2 separate regions of the Sus scrofa genome follow, and region 1 is linked to region 2. A link is a contact called in public promoter capture Hi-C data. All regions are on one chromosome and are shown on one strand. Each heading gives the region's core, a stretch centred on a gene start, on an enhancer-like site or on the middle of the called end of the contact. The rest is flanking DNA. Distances are from core to core; before and after follow the strand shown.

Region 1 (3,963 bases), core at 784-3,283, 350 kb after region 2:
GGAGTGTTTCCAGGAATAAATGGCCCACTGTGTCCAGTGCTTCTGAGACAGGGTAAGGACACAGGCATCTCTCATGCATTTGGCGACGCAAAAGTAGCTGGTGACCTCGATAAGAGCAGCTGGAGTGCACTAGAGGTGGGGTAGTGACTGTGGGGAGTCAGGCTGGAAGAGGCTGGAGGGTGACTAGGAAGAGGGGAAACAGACACGCGTGTGTAGACTTAAGCCTGGCTATTTGAAGAAGGGTAGGTAGCTAGGAAGGGCACCACAGAGGAATGGGGGAGTATGACAAAGACGGGGGTGTGGGGTCAAGGAAACACCCCTGCCCTTTTCTTTAGATCAGAAATGGCAGAGCGCCTTTGCAGAATGTCAATGTAAGGGGTCTGAATTTAACTCCAAGCGCAGGCGGACAAGGTAACAGAAGCGACAGAAGATGCCCCAAAGCTCAAACATATTCTCTTCAAAAGGGCTTTTGAGGGCAAGAAAGACACGCAGGTTCTCTGCTGTGAGAAGATAAAGGGGAATCCGATCTGCAGGCTTCTATTTCCCCAGTGAAGCATGAGGCAAGGTGAGCATCGGCTGGGAGTAAAGCAGGGGCTGGAGGTGTAAAGATGCTTCTACCTCTGGAAGCAACAGCGGACATGATCCCTAATACTAATCCTGTTAAAATTACAAACGAGACCAAGACGACCAAAACGTTGCTCTTATTGCAACGTTAGTCTCAGGGCCTCACTAAAGTACGATAAGAAATAAAATGCATAAAAATGAAAAGAAAGATTCAAAAGTCATTATTTGCAAACGGTATAACAGCCCATTTAACAATTTCAACTAAAGTAACTAAAAGACTACTAAAATTAACAAGAGAATGCAGCAAGTTAGCTGGATGCAAAGGTCCTGTGCATTTAGGAAAGAAAAAAAATCCCATTTACTACAGCAACGTCATCTATAAATAACCTATAGTGTTTTCTTCACCCAGCTCTTGGCTATGTAGTAGAAGACAGGCAAAGCAGTTGTTACCACAATGTACTGTTCTTGTTTGTGGCTCTTCCATGCACCAGACCACAACACAGAAACTGAGGACCACAGACCACTCCCGCCCCGCACATCACCTCCAGAAGGGAACAAGGTGAGAGCACTCCTTGAGTTAAAGCCCAATAGAGCCACTCACTGAAGGAAAAAAGAAAAAAGAAAAAACCCAAAGCAGACCAAAAACCCTCCAAAGACCTGGAAGGGCACCTTCTAAAAGGAGAATTATTGTTTGAAATGATCGCAAAAAGCAGTCAATAATTTTGCAATTTAAAAAAGCACAAACGCTAATTAAAAAAAAAAAAAATCCCATGTCTTCCAGAACAAGCTGTATGACCTTGTTCAAGTTCGCATGTCTGTCTGTGCCTCAGTTGTCTCATCTGTAAAATGGGCACAATATAAAGTTGAGTTAATTCATGTAAAGAGTTCAACACCATGCCTAGTTGATGGTCGGCACTCAATACATGGGTAGTAGTATCAAGAACTCCTCGGAACTGCCTTTCCCAATCCCTTCCCAGCCTTGGAATTCGGAGCAGAGGCTGGACGGCACAATCCGCTTTGGCTCCCTGCAGAGGAAGGCCAGCTGACCGGTAGTTGAGAGGCTGGGACTAGATCTCAGGCTCAGCGAGCGAGCCTCGGTTTTTCCGTCTGTGAAGTGGGCACGCGGACCCGGCCCTGCCCACCTCACAAAGAGGCTGCAAGGACCCCGGCTCGGAAGGAAAGTGATCGCAGTGGGTTACCTAAGGGGGGGCCCCGCCGGGGGGCGGCGGGAGCCGGGCTCGCGGGGCGCCTCCGTGGAGTTTCGGGCTTGCGTCTCCGGCGGCGCGGGCCCATGGCGGGAGCGCAGGGTTGCAGCCCCGCGGCTCCTTCTCGGCCTTCCGGGCCGAGCGGCAGCGGCTGGCGTCCAGGGGAGGGCCGGAGAGCCCTGGCCGCGTGCCCCGGCTGGAGCGTTCAAATTGCCCGCCCCGCCGCTGATTCACTGCCGGCGTGTTTTGAAAACCGAATCCAGCGACTCCCAGTGGCTGCCTCTGGAACACTGCTGGCGCGAGCGACTGCGGGGAGGACCAATGAGAACACAGGCAGAGTGGCTAACGGCGGCGGTGATAGGAGGAGACGGTGAGGGCAGGGGAGATAGACGGTAGGAATCGGCCAATGGGGACTTGGAGAAATAAAAGGACGGGGAAATGCTCCTGCCCCGCCGCTCGCGGCGGGGAGGTCCCCATCTAGGATGGATTGTCTTCTCCGGCCTTCTAGCCGAAAAAGGAAAGCTCCATTCTGATGATGACGCGTGTGTAGTATACGTTCCTCTGGAGGAATCGCTTTGCGCAAACATTTTGTGTTTTGCTCTATCAATCCTGAAGTGGCTTTTAAAGATGAAGAGACAGACCTACGGAGAATGTGACTAAACCATGGCTCGCCTGTGACCAGGAACACTTAAGAATATGACTCAGAAGTCGGCTTAACTGCATGAACGTTTTTGATGATTAGAGTGGTGGAACAGGCGTGACGGGGGGCTCTGATCTTGAGGTCAGGCAGGGCGAGCCTCAGCTCTATTCTTGGATTACACTCTCCCCAGCATTTCAATAGAAGCATCCCAGGGAAATGACGCCTTCCCTTCCAGTTGGGGATAATAGGCATTGAGGTCACATGTAGAACCGGTAGTTAGAACAAAGGAGATTTTATTTTTTACACTTTGCTTTTTTGCACTTTCTAAATGTTCCATAGTTAATGTGTACTGTAATCAGGAAAAATGTTACATACAAGTCGGTGATTTTATGGAACCTTGTTCACTGCTGGTGGGAATGCAAAATGGTGCCTATGCCATAGTGGAAAACAGTATGGCGATTGGTCAAAAAATTAAACAGAGTTACCATCTGATCCAGCAATTCTACTTCTGGGTATATAATAAAAAAAATTGAAAGCAAGGGGCTTGAACGGGTATTTGTACACTAATGCTCATAGCAGTGTTACTCACAATAGCCAGAAATGTCCAAGTGCATGGATAAATAAAATGTGGTATATACATACAATAGAATATCATTTAGCCTTAAAAATAAATTTTGATACATATTATAACATGAATGAATCTTGAAGGCGTTAATTGAAATACACCAGGACTAAAAGGACAAATACTGTATGATTCCGCTTATATGAGATACCTAGAGTAGCCAAATTCATAGAGACAGACAATAGGATGGTGGTTGTTAGGGGTTGAGAAGGGCATTAATGCTTAATGGGTACAGAGTTTCAGTTGGGAAGATGAAAAAGTCCTGGAGATGAGTGATGGGTGATGGTTGCACAACAAACGTGAATGTACTTAATACCAATGAATTGTACACTTAATTATGGTCAATATGGTAAGTTTTATACTGTGTATATTTTACCACAATAAGAGAGAAAGGCAAAGGAAAGGAATGTTTGATGGAACCCATTGAGAGACAGTCCAATCAGGAAGGGTGGTTGTTTTTCAGGGACACAGAGGCAAAAAGTCCTACATTGGTCCTCAAGACTTGTTATCAGACAAAGTAAATCTTCACTCACTAATTCTGCTTTAGGCATAGAGCACCTTCTTTGCTCTGTTAGGAGTAGAAAACAAGGTAGAAAATAGAGAGGATTTTTTTTTTTTGGATTCTACATGTAATTGAGATCGTATGGTATTTGTCTTTCTTTGACTGACTCATTTCACTTAGCATAAGGTTCATCCATGTTGTTGCACATGGCAAGATTTCATTCTTTCTTACGCCTGAATAATATTATATAATAATATAATAATTATATATAATAATATATAATTATATAGTAATATATATAATTATATATTACTTTAATATATATATTCTTTATCTATTCATCCATTGATGACCACTTAAGTTGTTTTCAAATCTTGGCCATTATAAATAATGCTGCAGTGAACTCGAAGGTGCGTATATCTTTTCTGGT
Region 2 (4,037 bases), core at 1,220-3,719:
AGGTGGCCTACGCCACAGCCACAGCAGCGTGGCATCCGAGCCTCGTCTGTGACCTACACCACAGCTCACGGCAACGCCGGATCCTTAACCCACTGAGCAAGGCCAGGGATTGAACCCACCACTTCATGGTTCCTAGTTGGATTTGTTAACCACTGAGCCATGACAGGAACTCCTAAGTCTAATTTTGTTTTTTATTTCATTTTATTTTTTATTTTATGGCCATACCACAGTATATGGAAGGTCCCAAGCTGGGGATTGAATTCAAGCCACGAATGCAACCTATGCTGCAAGTGCAGCTATGCGGTATTCATTAAGCTCCTGGGCCAGACCAGGGATTGAACCTGAGCCTCTCAAGAGACCCTAGCGGCTGCAGTCAGATTCTTAAACCACTGTGCCATGGTGGGAACTCCCTAAGCCTAATTTTAAAGCCAGAGAGTAATAATGGAGAAAAGTTGGTTTCAGAAAGTTTAATATAAAGAATTTAGGTAGATCAGGGAAAGAGGAGAATGGAAGCAAGACATCTGACATCTTGTGTCTGAAGAGAGGAAAAGTTTAATAGGAATTGATGGTACCCACATGTACCTGGAGCTAACAGAGAGATCAAAGGATACTAAAAGAGATCTAGTTTTAGGAGATACCTGCATAATGGTTGAAGCCGTAATAAAAGGGTGGATTGTCAAGCGTGTATGGGGAGGGTTCCTGTCATGGCTCAGCAGTTAACAAACCCAACTAGTATCCACAAGGATGTGGGTTTGATCTCTGGCCTTGCTCAATGGGTTAAGGATCCAGCATTGCCGTGAGCTGTGGTGGTCACAGACGCAACTCAGATTCTGCATTGCTGTGGCTGTGGCCTGGGCCAGTGGCTTCAGCTCCTATTCAATCCCTAGCCTGGGAACCTACGTATGCCGCAGATGAGCCCCCCCCCAAAAAAAAGAGTGTATAGGGAAAACTACGCAGAAGCTAATCTGCATAAAGAGACAAGAGGAAGAATTTGCCTTAAACACAAACAGGAATTAATAAGAAAGAGAACAAAATCATATCACATAGTGTCCTGGAGGCCAAAGAAGTCATTTCTTGGAGACACATAGTAAATGAGCCAAAGAGCTGATAATAAAGAAAGAATTTTTTTTTTAAACAAAGCCATAAAGACTTTTAAAAAAGAAAAGGCAAATATTACGACATTTACTCATTTCAACCAGGAAGCGCCACAGGGTAGTTTACTTAGCCAAAAATGCTATAACAGATTTAAAGTCTGAGACTCATAGTTTAGAGGCCTCCAAAATAGGTACCAATAGTTATCCTAAAAGCCAATCAGGCAAGCGTTGAAGAATCCAGTTTGGGAACTCTTTTCCAATATCCAGAGATGTCTTCTCCTTCCTCACCCCAGGATGGTGCCCTTCCCATTCAGGCAGCAGCGGCCTTGCAGCATTAGCTCTGGTGTCTGTTTACAATAAAGGGCCACTTCTGACAAATTTTGCACATCCCCTGGACACTGGATGCATATCTGCAGAAGAGATAAAACTATTAGGACTCCAGAAAGAAAAGCCAAGGGAAAAGAACAAAAACAAAAACAAAAACAAAACAGGGACCAAAAATTAACTGCCAGTCTAGAATTCCTCTAACTCAGGGCATAGACGTGTCCTACCTTTACGTCAGATTTACTAGAAGACAGCGTTTCTGGAGCCAGGTGCCAAAACAGGGCACCAGAGAATTTCTGTACCAGATCTCATCCAGGGAAGGACCTCATCTTTGAGAATTACTATTGGAACATATTTATTATGCCCTCTCCAATGACTTCTCAATCTGCCAGCCGCGATTTGACCGGGTATAAAAGGACTGCAGGTACACAAAGATCTCATCAAGCATAACAGAACGTACAGTCCAGCCACCGCAGGGTATACGGCGTTCGTGCGTCGTGATTTTGCAGAATAACCAGAGGACTTGTTGGTAGAAAGAAAAACTTAAAAGTTACTCAAACATTGAGGAGGGAGGAGGTCAAATTTCAAAGGTCTTTGGACATCGGCAGCGCGGAGGCGCTGGGAGACAGCAGCGTGAGTACTCCGGCGTGGAGCCGTGGAGCCGACTGGGTTACGCTAGGGAGGCCCCAGGGACGAAATCCGGGCTGCGGGCTGGCAGGGGAGAGGCCAAGAGGGGAGAGCCGAGGGCCGGCGAGCAACTCTGTTTCAACCCAGCCTCTAATTTGCTTCAGTACCTCGGGTAACGCCAAAGCCCTTGGCACGCTCAGAACGAGGAGCAGGGCTGCAGCCCGGGGCACCAAGCTCGAGGGACTGCGGAAACCGGGACGGGCCATTTTCTGCTCCCTCCGTCCTTCTCAGCTGATCGCGAGACTTGAGCGTGTGGCCCCGCCCCCACCGCCTCTGGCCCTTCCCGGGGGTGTGGCTAGTTGAGCGGTCCGTCGGCCCGGCCAGTCAGCCGGCTCGGCCAGTCCGCCGGCTGGGGGTTGCCGTAGCGCGCGGAGGCCAGCGCTCTTCTTTGTGGGCCTTCGTCCTCCTTTGGGGGGCCAGACCGCCCCTTCTTTTCCCTGTTACATGAAGGCTCTCCCCACGACCGCTCTCTCAGCCCCGCGTTCCTCCAGCCTGGACGCCGAGGTCGCGTCGCCGCAGCGCCTTGGGGCCGATTCTTCCGCCCTCAGTAAACATGGCGGCGCGGCGGGGGCGGGCAGGGGGCGGGACCCTGCTGTCACCCGGCCAGGCGCGGCGGGACCGGCCCGGACCCTCCTGCGGAGACCCGGCAGGTGGGCGGGACGAGGGCGGGCCGCAAGGGGCTGGGCCGGAGCATAGAGGCTCAGGAGAGTGGCGTAGGGAGGGGAGGGGCGGGAGAGAAGGGGCGGGATGAGTCGGCCCCGAGCGTGGTGGCCCGGGAAGATCGGAGGTGCCCCGGGCGAGGTGGTAGTGGTCCCGCCGCCTCGCCTGTGGAGGGGAGGAGAGAAGCTAGAAAGTAAAGAGGGTAAGGGAGATGGAGGAGCGAAGGGCTAAGGGCAAACCCCCTGGGAGGAGAGGAGCCTGGGGACACCCGAGGCACGCTTTTTCACCTCCGTCCTGAAACCACGCGGTGTCTGGTGCCCTGGCAGGGAGATAGGGGAAGGCGAGATGCTTCCCTAATTCCTCATCTTCTTTGTTTGCCAGAAAAAAAGAGTGATGCAGAACTCGGGAAGAACCACGGGACCTTCTTAGCCTTGGCTGGGCGGCGGAGGTAAGGGTAAGACGAGTGCTGTACCTGGTTGGCCCTGGGGCCTTGACTGAAGGGCACCGAGAGTGAGAGCGAGCCGTGTGCTGGGAGGGACTGAGTGTTGGCTTTGGTTAGGGCCATCAGGAGTTCATCAAAGCTAACCAACGCTTATCTTAAGGAGCCAGGCTTCCCTTCCACCTAGCCCCAGGTGTCAGGAAGCTTCTGAAAGGATTTCCTCTCAGAGGGCTGGCACATTTTCTAAGGCTTTTGTAGTTACTAGGATTTTAATGAGGACCCTAAAGCTTTTCAGACCTTGAAGAATTCTAGGCACGAGGTCAAATTTTGAAGCCCTAGGAAGGTTGGTCCCAAAGTGGCCCCTTTGCCTTTTGTAGGAGTCAAAGCCATCCAGTTTGTGACCAGGGGGGGGGGGGGCATGGTTAAGGTGGTGAAAATTGAGTCTCTTTCTCGTCTGTGTATGTTAGACTTTTTAAAAGGGTCCCACAGGCAGCTTCTTGTGCCCTATGTGCCAGTTTTAGTGGAAAAACCCGTCTCTTCCTTTTGGCTTCCCTTCTCTTTCTTCAGCCATCTAAGAGTGTTCTCTGTATCTCATGCAAATAGAATTCTCAGGAAGCCCTGCCGCTTTACCCCAACAGTGGAGGATCTCCGTTTCTGTGCTTCTGTTTTCCAGTCTGTCCTGGGACCTTCCTTCCTTGCTCCAAACACCTGCCCAGCCACATCATTAACTCTTGCCCTCTACGTGTTGTTATTTGCCCACAGCAGAGATCTCTCACTCTCTGGTACTTTCCATCACCTTTATCACAGTGGTAAAAACTTGCCAAAGAATGAGA

The links. Promoter capture Hi-C pulls out the DNA fragments that hold promoters and counts their contacts.
Region 1: a contact with region 2 is called in a promoter capture Hi-C map of fetal skeletal muscle, with 5 times the contacts expected there. The contact joins the promoter of CENPA here to the promoter of ATRAID in region 2. A contact is called at or near these places in 1 of 5 promoter capture datasets (fetal skeletal muscle) and 1 of 47 Hi-C or Micro-C datasets (liver).

What each region holds. Positions count from the first base shown.
Region 1 is chr3:112,270,605-112,274,567 of Sscrofa11.1, forward strand. CENPA (histone H3-like centromeric protein A) reads right to left here and starts at 2,034. Exons shown (of 3, transcript XM_013996269.2): 1 at 1,764-2,034. The coding sequence starts at 1,857.
Region 2 is chr3:111,917,297-111,921,333 of Sscrofa11.1, forward strand. It overlaps ATRAID (all-trans retinoic acid-induced differentiation factor), which reads right to left and starts at 2,470. Exons shown (of 8, transcript XM_003125294.4): 1 at 2,213-2,470; 2 at 1,383-1,504. The coding sequence starts at 2,311. It overlaps SLC5A6 (sodium-dependent multivitamin transporter), which reads left to right and starts at 2,007. Exons shown (of 18, transcript XM_021087700.1): 1 at 2,007-2,051; 2 at 3,147-3,213.